Linked DNA regions of Mus musculus: region 1 is linked to region 2. Evidence: chromatin contacts called from public HiChIP or PLAC-seq data. All regions are on one chromosome and are shown on one strand. The core of a region is the stretch at or near the end of the contact, and the rest is flanking DNA. Distances in the headings are between cores, read along the strand shown. Region 1 has its middle 33 kb from the start of Fabp6. Region 2 has its middle 15 kb from the start of Pttg1.

Evidence for each region. HiChIP or PLAC-seq counts read pairs in DNA pulled down with a chosen protein or histone mark.
Region 1: a contact with region 2 is called in an H3K4me3 HiChIP or PLAC-seq map of bone marrow-derived macrophages, with 5 times the contacts expected there. The contact joins two enhancer-like sites. A contact is called at or near these places in 3 of 115 datasets of contacts at active chromatin or transcription factors (bone marrow-derived macrophages, extraembryonic endoderm stem cells and pancreatic cancer cells) and 1 of 9 other capture datasets (pancreatic islet).

Annotation. Positions count from the first base shown.
Region 1 is chr11:43,632,246-43,637,335 of GRCm38.p6, reverse strand. No RefSeq gene overlaps it. Among named protein-coding and RNA genes, the nearest start is that of Fabp6, 33 kb to the right of the region's middle. Within about 2 kb of position 3,060, at least 117 of the 459 cell types and tissues checked have an H3K27ac peak or open chromatin away from gene starts, as enhancers often do. A contact at or near this core is called in bone marrow-derived macrophages, where this site is marked.
Region 2 is chr11:43,408,912-43,413,746 of GRCm38.p6, reverse strand. No RefSeq gene overlaps it. Among named protein-coding and RNA genes, the nearest start is that of Pttg1, 15 kb to the left of the region's middle. Within about 2 kb of position 2,121, at least 46 of the 459 cell types and tissues checked have an H3K27ac peak or open chromatin away from gene starts, as enhancers often do. A contact at or near this core is called in bone marrow-derived macrophages, where this site is marked.

The DNA.
Region 1 (5,090 bases), core at 1,811-4,310, 220 kb before region 2:
CTCCGGGAGATCTGACACCTACTTCTGGCCTCTGAGGGCACCCACACATGTGCAAATACTATCCCCATAAGATATACTAAAACGAATAAAATAAGCCAGGTCATGGTGGCACACACCATTAATCCCAGCACTTGAGAAGCAGAGGCAGGAGGATCTCTGTGAATCTGAGGACAGCCTGGTCTACAGAGCAAGTTCCAGGACAGCCAAAGCTACACAGAGGAACCCTGTTTCAAACAACCAAAAAATAAAAGAATAAAATAAATCAAGTAGACAAGCTTGTTTCTAAAGGGAGAGGGAACATGGAATTACCCTAGCAACTATTTCCTGGCTGAAGGACAGCAACTGAAGGCGTTGCTAAACGTCAGGAGATGGAGGCGGTGTGCCTAGCTCCCCGTGTCCTTCTATAGAGGCAATGAGCTCTCCTTTGCAGGGTCCACTCATTGCTGTGCACCCCCCTCCCCCACAGGCCTTCATGTGATACTGTTAAATAGCTAGGAAGCAGCTGCCACCTGCTGCCCTAGAAGCAGGCAGGATCTCACAGGTCATACTGCCAGCAGGCAAACCATCTAGGAGGTATGGGGTGTGGATCACCACTGCTTTTTAAAGTATGGTCTGGATGGCTCCAGGAGCCCTCCCTTCACACAGCATTCTGCTTCTAGGAATTCATCCCAGGGCCACAGATGATCTCTGTGCCTCCATCTCTGTGTTTCTCTCTGTGTGTCTGTGTCTCTGTCTTTGTCTCTCTCTCCTGGAGAAGGTTATTTGCTCCTGTGTACATGATGATGAGCAGAAACGGGGCTAAGGCCAATCAATAACTTACAGTGCTTTTGAACAGTGGATTGTAGTGTGCTCTTGTATGAAGCCCTGCTTGTGTACCAGGAAATAGGTTGATCTTTAAAATGAACTACTAATTGGCTTTTTTTGTTTTGGGACAGGGTCACCTGTAAGCATAGTCTAACTTCAAACCCGTTACGAATCTGAGGATGAATCTGAATTTCTGACCCTCCTACTTCCATCTTTGGAATGTTGGGATTATAGGCAGGTGCCAGCATGTCTGATGTTTGTTGTGGTGCTGCAGGTAAAAACCAGGGTTTTATACATGATAGATAAGAACTTGGTCAGTCCTAGATAAACTTTAACATTAAAACACTCAAGATTTAGTTTTTAAAGTGTGTGTGTGGGGGGGGGGGGGGTAGGTAGGTAGGTAGGTAAAAATACAATTTGCGAAAGTTGGTTCTCTTCTTCTATTTTGTGAATTGCAGAAATCAAACTTAGGCTGTCAGACGTGGCAGCAAGGCCAGAGAGCAGTATTTATTATGAATTCACTGGGGTGTGTGTTTGAGTGGTTCTGTTGTTTATTTGAAATCTTTTTTTCCTTTCTTCTCTCCCTCCTTCCCTTCTTGTCAACAGGGTCTTTCTATGAAGCCCAGGGTTCCCTAGAGCTTGCTTGTACCCAGTTCTTTCCTCAGCCTGGGGATTACAGGCATCCCACAGCACACCTGGCTCTGGGTTTGCCTGTGTGTTTTCATGGGTAGTTTTGCTCTTCAGACTATTTGGTGTCTGGATTCAGAGAGTGAGATCCAGGAGGCCCTGGATGCTACTGAACTAGAACCCTTGACTCTTGGGTTACATTGCAGAGAGCTGTGGCAAGGGCTGGACCTCAAATCCAAGGGAATCCATTGCTTCAATGTACTTGGGTTCTGGCGGCTGGAACAGGAGTTGAACAACCAGAGTACAGAGTATGGTTTGTGCTTCTATAGTTCTCGTGTCTCTGTGGTACTGGTGGGCATGTATTCTATCTAAAAAGCCATAGAGGACATAGGTTGGGTTTGCTGCTAGGGACTGGAATCAGGCCCTGGAGGAATCGGGTCGAAGGAAAACCTGACTTTTCAGTTTATATTCGTGCTGGAGTAGTTTTAAAACCTGGTGCCAAAAGTGTGTGTGTGTGTGTGTGTGTGTGAGAGAGAGAGAGAGAGAGAGAGAGAGAGAGGCAGCTCAGTGAAGAAAAGTATTACTTACCAACTCACCAGGCCTGAAAGCCTCAGTCCCATCCCTAGGCACCCATGGGAGAAGGTGAGAACACTCCTGTAAGCTGTCCTCTGACCTCCACATTGGCAACGCGGTGCCCAAGCCACACAATGCATAATTAATTAATTAAAAATAATTCAGGAGAGCCAGGCGTGGTGGCGCACGCCTTTAATCCCAGCACTCGGGAGGCAGAGGCAGGCGGATTTCTGAGTTCGAGGCCAGCCTGGTCTACAAAGTGAGTTCCAGGTCAGCCAGGACTACACAGAGAAACCCTGTCTCGGAAAAAAAAAAAAAAAATTCAGGAGCAGGCATTGATGTCCCTGTTGGATTTGAGCAGCTAGTTAGTCATTTAGACCAACGACGAAAGTGGAAATAACAATGTGGATTTCAAGGCTAGGTCATAGCAGGGCATCCAGTTACTTGATTCTTTTCTGTACTTGTTTTCTTTCATTCTTCTGTTATTGTTGTTGTTGGTTTGGTTTGGTTTGGTTTTGGTTTGGAGGCAGGGTTTCTCTGTGTAGCCCTGGCTGACCTGGAACTCGATCTGTAGACCAGACTGGCCTCAAACTCAGAGAGATCCTCCTGCCTCTGCCTCCTCAGTACTGGAGTTAAAAGTGTGCTCCATCACTACCCAGCATCAGAAAAACAATGGGGGGGGGTTGTGTTTTGAGACAGGGTTGCTCTGTGTAGCCCTGGCTGTCCTGGAACTCAGAAATCCGCCTGCCTCTGCCTCTGCCTCCCAAGTGCTGGGATTAAAGGCGTGCGGCACCACGCCCGGCAGAAAAACAGTTTTTAAGGGCAATCTATTTCAGTTTAAGGTTGGCAATTATTATTATTTTTTAATTGTTTAGATTAAAAAGCAAAACAAAATCCGAGGGCTGGACTAGAAAATCTCTGGGGAGCCTGAGTCCTACATCTTGACTTTCAGCAGAACGGTTGTGGGGGAGGGGCGACAGCACAAATTCCTCTCCCTAGAGGCTGGGATGGAAAGCAAACCAGGCACCGCGGCAGCTAGGCGGGGAGAAGCTCAGACTTTCCCAGGCGGTTCCTACGCGGAAGTGCTGGGGTGAGGGTGAGGGAAGCCAGGCCAAGGAGCCTGGTGTTAGAAGGAGCAGAGCCTGCAATAAATCACCTCCCTAACCTGCCTGCTTTCCTAGGCTGTCAGCTTGGTGGAGGGTGAGGGTGGGGGCGGGGCAGGGGTGTGCTGAAGCTGGCGGGGCACCAGAGGAGTCTACATTTCAATTGCAATAGGAAACCAACACCCTACACCTCTATTCCTCTGCCCCAGCCGCTTTTCCTTTTTCTCCTCCGTCCATCCTTTGCCCTGCCCTCCCCTTCTCTCTCTGTGGGCCCTCCTCAGCGGAGAGGGATCCACTCAGACATCAGGCCTGCAGTTCTGGTCCTCTCCGGCCTCCTTTACAGTGGGTTCGATTCCCTCCAGGGCTCCAGGCCATTCCATCTTCGGCACACATGTCTCATTCGGAGATCCAGCTTGGATGAGTGTAGCCCGATGATGGATGAGATAAGACATTAGGGCTGCCAGGCGAATGGCAGCTAGCCAGAGAGATAGGACTCTCACAAGATAGCAGAGCCACCCTGAAGAGAGCCTACAGCTACCAGGATACAATGTTCCTTGGGTGCTGCCCCCCCATCCCCACCCCATCGCCCATCCCCAGGCCTGGGCAGCTAGTGGTGCTGGAAGCACGGGGCAGAAAAGAAAGCCACAGACCCTCTGAATCCAGTACTTAGTGTACAGATCAGCTTTAGTGGGTGTTGTGCCTTTCCAAATGTCAAAAGCGGACACACACACCCTCCTCCCTACCCCCTGCCAGAAGATCCCATAGAGATGCTTGGATCGGGAAAGGTTGCTTATTCCAGCGGGCTACTCTGTGCAGGTGTGTATAATCGGCTCACTCATTCATTCATGCACACAATGTGGGAGTTCTCTATAGAGCTCAGCTGCCCACAGTAATGCCCATGTAGTCTTAGAGGAGCAGGCTGGTTTCAGTACAACCTTCCTAGCTGTGTGACCTTGACCAGGTCTACCCCTGCATAAATAGCAGCTCATCCCCTCAGGATTCTGTCAGGTGGCACAGGTAAATTGCTTAGAACAGAGCCCGACTTGTGAAAGATCGATGGATTCTTTCATCCACCCAAGAGCCCATACGTGTGTTTGTGTGTGTGGGGGGGGTGGGGGTGGGGTGCAGGGCTGCAATGTTTGAGGTTTGGGGGCCACAGCCAGGAACAAGTCAGAGGGGGTTCCTGGTCTTAGGTGGTTTATCCTCCAGGCGGAAGACTGGAGATAAGCAGACAATTGAATGAAGAACCAGGGAGATTCAGGTAAAGGGAGGAGACTGGAGACTGGAAGGGAGTGAACAATAGCCAGGAGCGGCCTGTGACCAAGGGCTGAAGAAAACAGATAAACCCAGATAAGCCAGACAGGGCGGCTGGAAGGCCAGGATGAAGATGTTATTTTAAGCCCCGTAGGAAGTGACTGTGCTTTAGTGTCTGTTTTGCTTTTTAGCCTACACAGTTGCAAGCAGAAGAAGGAGGAAGGAGTTGCCAATATTTTAAGCAGGGGAAGAGAAGAAGGGGGAAGTTAGAAGCAAGTGTCTGAGCAGCTACTGTGGTGGGGTAGGCAAGTGGAAAATGACAACCCTTCCCTGCTAGGTTCCTTGGCTAAGCTGAGCTGAGCGTTAAGCAGACACAGGCAGAGCAACAGGGGAATCCTACATTTAATTCCATACTCAGGTAACTGACAGCATGGAAAGCTACGGAGAGGAGCAGGGGCGTTCAGCCTCTGAAGGAGAGCTGGCAAGAAGACAAGGAGGTGTGTAGGGAACAAAGGCTGAGTCGTCACACAAGTCTTCCATGGAACGAGTCTTGGAGTAGCCCCGAGATGAGCAGGAGCTAGGCTGTCTGGGAATAGTGTCAACCTCCTCCTCCTTCCATGTCTGATAAATTTCCCGAAGCCAGGTATGACGGTGTATGACCATAACCCTAGAATTTAGGCAGCAGAGGCTCTTGAGTTTAGGCCAGTGGTAAAGGTCTTTGTCTAACAT
Region 2 (4,835 bases), core at 872-3,371:
CTTCCTTTCTTTCTTGTTGTGAGCCTACCTTTTAATGGCTGACCCATCTTTTCAGTCCTTTATTTCCTTTTAAATTGGGATTGAACCCAGGTCATTGTGCTCGCAGGCAAGCACCACACTGACAGAGCCATCCCACAGCCCTTATTGTGGGATTTTAAAGAGTGTAACAGACTCGTGAGATCAACCCATTTGAGAATTGTTAGTTCAGGGTCTATAGACTCCCGGGCTTAAGTGTTTGGGTACAGACTCTGCCATTGTCATCTTAGGCAAGTTACTGGCCGTCTTGAGACCTAATTTCCTTATCTGTAGACTGTTACTTTCCTTATTCAGTCACTGAGACCAGCAAAAGATAGCACTGGACACTGATCATTTTTAAAATGCTAATTATTCTTATCATAAAAAAAGATGGGATGTCTTCTCTGTGGGTAACCATCTGCTAAGTGCTGTAAAGGCTGCACAATGGCGAACGTCACAGCTCCCACTCTAAAAGGGTCCTGTCACCCAGCAGAGTGGAGATGCCCAGGTTGTCAGTCTGTACCTTTCGGTTAGATTCCGAACCTGCCTGGGATTTATGGTCTGATTTCGAATTAGTCACTTTCTTTGGGAAAAGCCAGACTATATGCCTTTATAAAGATCCACTGAAGGGACAACACATTTCCACGTGTCCACTTCAGGCGAACCGTCCATTACATCAGGCGGTTTTCCCTTTCCCTTGAAGACAAGCACCAAGTCCTCTTCTGTTCCGATCTCCAGAACCTGCCTTCTTGTGATAGTGTAATCAGCCACTAGAGGGCGCCCCCTTCATTTCTTGCTCATTTGCTTTTCTTTCTGCAGTCTTAGCTGTGATGTGAGACATGTTTAGCTTGATGGCTGCCTTACATTTTGCTTGAGAAATAGTCTTTTAAAACACGGGTCTCACGTAGCCCAGACCCACCTTAAACGTGTAGCTGAGGCCAGCCTTGAACTCCCAGATCTTGACTTCTGCCAAGTGCTAAGATGACGGGCACATTTTTGTTTTTTGTTTTTTTGCCACACCCAGACTGTCTCTTGTTTTTAAAATTAGCGGTGCTTACAGAAATGCTTTAAATTTGACCTTTTTAAAAAAATATACATTGTTGTTTTGCTTGCATGTTTTGTGTCTGTGTGCGGGTGTTGGATATTTGAGTCACAGAGAGTTTTGAGTTGTCATGTGGGTGCTGGGAATTGAATCCCAGTACTCTGGAAAAGCAGTCAGTGCTCTTAACCACTGAGCCATCTCGACAGCCCCACTGAAATGTCTTTAAATAAACCTGGGGCGGTGGGATGAATGTCGCTGCCGCTGCCCAGCCTTTCCAGAGCATCTGTTTTCTCACCAGATCTGCACCAAGGGCATTTCACGGGCATCTCCTGGAATCGCGGGGCCACAGTGTGTGTAAGGTGGCTGTACTTGTATTCTAACGACTGCAAGCTCAGATTCTAGTTGGTTACGTAATCTCTGCTACATCCGTCTTGACAGGACATTTGATATTGTGAGCCATTCTCCCCAGGGCCATATCCCCGCTGGCTGTAAGAAAAGCCCAGGATAGGTTTTGGGTTTTATTCTACAAGAGTGGTTCCTGGGTTTATCGGACACAATGCTTTCTGTAACAAATATTTTGTGATAAGTAATTTGGCTGGCTGTTTGTTTTGAGCGGAACAGACCGGACCAAACCAATGTGGAATTCAATCACCGAGGCCTTGCAGCCAATTAACTAAGTTGCAACTGAGCTCCGGGCTGACGACTAAGGTGTAGCCAATTATTTTTTATGTCTCACTTTTTTTCTCCTGTAAATGCTATGTGTTCATGCTGTTGGCTGGAGTTCTCAGAATCTGCCCTGGTGTTTGGAGCTGCCCCATGTGAGAATCCTGGGTCTGGAGATAGCTCAGTCAGTAAAGTGAAGACCTGACTTTTGAGCTTCCATTTCACCCAAGCTGGCCATGGTGACATATCCTTGCACACCCACCACTGGGGATGTGGCCAGCTGAAGAAGGATCTATCCTAAAAAATACATGACTTGCTGCCAGTACCAAAGGTCTATAGCATGTGGGCACCAATTCCCAAGTATTCCACCAGAGGGCGGTATACCCTCTTCAACCCCTGCAAATTGCTTGGTTCCTAATCCTTTTCTGTGGGTGACAAGGGGCCTCTGTTAGAGGACTGGAGGTCCCCTGGGTGGTAAGGGGGGTGAAGAGGGAAGTGAAGAGAGGAAGTCACAGAGCATAGAGATGACCCCCAACTTAGTGTGGTAGATTTCTAGTCACATGGTATTCACCATGACTTCAGTTATGTGCTTGACAGTTTTAATTTTGTTACTTGTCACTTGTTTGCAAGGTGATAATGAACTAGCGCATTTACTCTTGTCAAAATAGGGTTTTTTTTTCTATGTTTGATAACCGGTGATGAGTCTTTACTGAATAATTTTTTTTTAATCGACTTAAACTTTTGTTTAACCTGATATTACATGTGTTTAAATGGTAACTTTTAATGTTTAAGTGATGTGTAGGCATAAAACTTGCATCATTGACATAATTAGAGTGTAAGAGAGAGAGAGAAAGACAGAGAGAGAGAGAGAGAGAGAGAGAGAGAGAGAGAGAGAGAAGAAGAAGAAGAAGAAGAAGAAGAAGAAGAAGAAGAAAACAGAAACAGTGTTACTAAATTCTTGCTGACCCTGACCCTGTCTGGTCTCTTTCTCACTAAAGCGTTGTCTAGGGAAAGATTTATCTGCGTAAAGACAAGTTAGTGCAGAGTCTTGACCATCCTTCAAGTAGCCAATAGGATGAGCAGCAATGCAGCATGAATAATTTTCCCACCATGTATATTGACATTCTATAAAGCATCCTTCAACCTTCAAACCATTTCCCTTATCCTGTGCACAAACAGCCAGTCATTGTGGGGGCGGGGTGAGATTAGGGGTGGGGGTGGTCAGTGGCTCCCTGGATGTGGAGTGTAGGTAGGGTCTACTTAAGAGTTGTGTGTTCTGTTCTGTGCATATGCCCTCTCTGAGTCTCTGTATCTCATCCCTCAAAAGAAGATGTTGGAGTAGATCTCATTCTCTCTCTCTCTCTCTCTCTCTCTCTCTCTCTCTCTCTCACACACACACACACACACACACACACACACACACACACGAACGCACGCACGCACTCAGAGAGTTCTGTGATGAGCCATCCTACTCTCACGACTTGTAAGAAAGTGAATGTTAATCTCTGCTTCCCAGGAAGGAGCTTGTAGAGGGGAATCCCCTGAACAAGACCAAGAGGGTTTTTACAGGCTGAGAGCTGTGTCATAAAACCAACGGCTGGGGATCCAGACCTCTGCGCAAGGACTTGGCTCTGGAGCAGGGCAGGGGAGAAAGAGGAGACTGCAGTTGCAGGATCTCTGAGATGGGAAGGGGTTGGAGTTCACCTGCATGTGTGTTTGGGTGTATGCCTGTATGTTCATACTTGTGCTAAGGTCTATATAAGGAGGTCAGAGGACAACTTTGTGGCGTTGGTTTTCGCCTTCTCCTTTTGCAAAGTCCCAGGGATAGAATTCAGGCCATTAGGCTTTGGAGACAAGCGCTTCCCATGCTGAGCCACCTCACTGGCCCCAGCTGAGTGCTATTAAAATGCTCTTTGCTTAGGAGGCGGGAGCAGGTGGACCTCTGTGAGTTTGAGGCCAGACTGGCCTACAGAGTGAGTTCCAGGACAGCCAGTATTACACAAAGAAACCCTGTCTCAAAGAAGAAATCTCTTTGTTATCTACTTGGCTGTAAATTTTAGTGGTTACATTGTTGGTATTTATAGAATATTTCCTTAACTGTCTCAGTGTATCCCTGAATGAAAGTGTATCATTTTATGTGTAGCACAAGAAACTTACAATCTATTTTTATTCTCCCCTCCTGGAGCCATTATGTTATGTTTGTGCTTTTTAATATCTTATAAATATATTTATATATTGTCAATATTCTTTTGTTTAGTGATCTCTCTCTCTGCCTCTCTTTGGTCTCCCCGTTGTGTGTGTATGTATGAGTTTTATGTGTGTATGTGTGTGTTTGTTTGTTTGTTTGTTTTTTTGAGACAGGGTTTCTCTGTATAGCCCTGGCTGTCCTGGAACTCACTCCGTAGACCAGGCTGGCCTCGAAATCAGAAATCCGCTAGCCTCTGCCTCCCAAGTGCTAGCATTAAAGGTGTGTGCCACCACTGCCTGGCTTTTTTTTTTTTTTTTTTTGGTATATGTTTTGTATATGTGTTGTATGTATATATGTGTTTTGTGTGGTGTGTATGGTGTGTGTGTGTGTGTGTGTGTGTGTGTGTGTGTGTGTGCGCGCGCGCAGGATATATGTAGAATTACTATAGGTAAAGTGGCAGGTTTGAGAGGTAAGAATAGATAAAGGCCAGAGGAACTGTTACACTAACAAACATTTCCAGGCAGGCCGTATGCTCTTTTGAAACTTTCTAGAACACATAGCTTTCCAGCAGGCATGGTTTTCTGTCCATGTAATTGATAGACCTATTTGGTTGGCCCTTACAGGAAGGGGTGAGAGCCATTCTTGTTCTTTAGCAGAAAGCCTTGGTTAGACCTTACCCAGAGGTAGATATTACAGGTGTAAATGTTTATCTGTCACTGACCTCCCAGACAGTCAGAATGTCATTTCCAGGGTCAGAGGTAGGACTTGGAACCCATGCTAATAACCAGTCTTCTAGTTTCAGTTTCTGACTTTAAAGCAGCAGTTCTCAACCTGTGGGTTGTGACCTCTTTGATGGGGCAAATGATCATTTCACAGGGGTCACAAGATCGTGGGAAAGCACAGATATTTACATTGTCACTAATAACA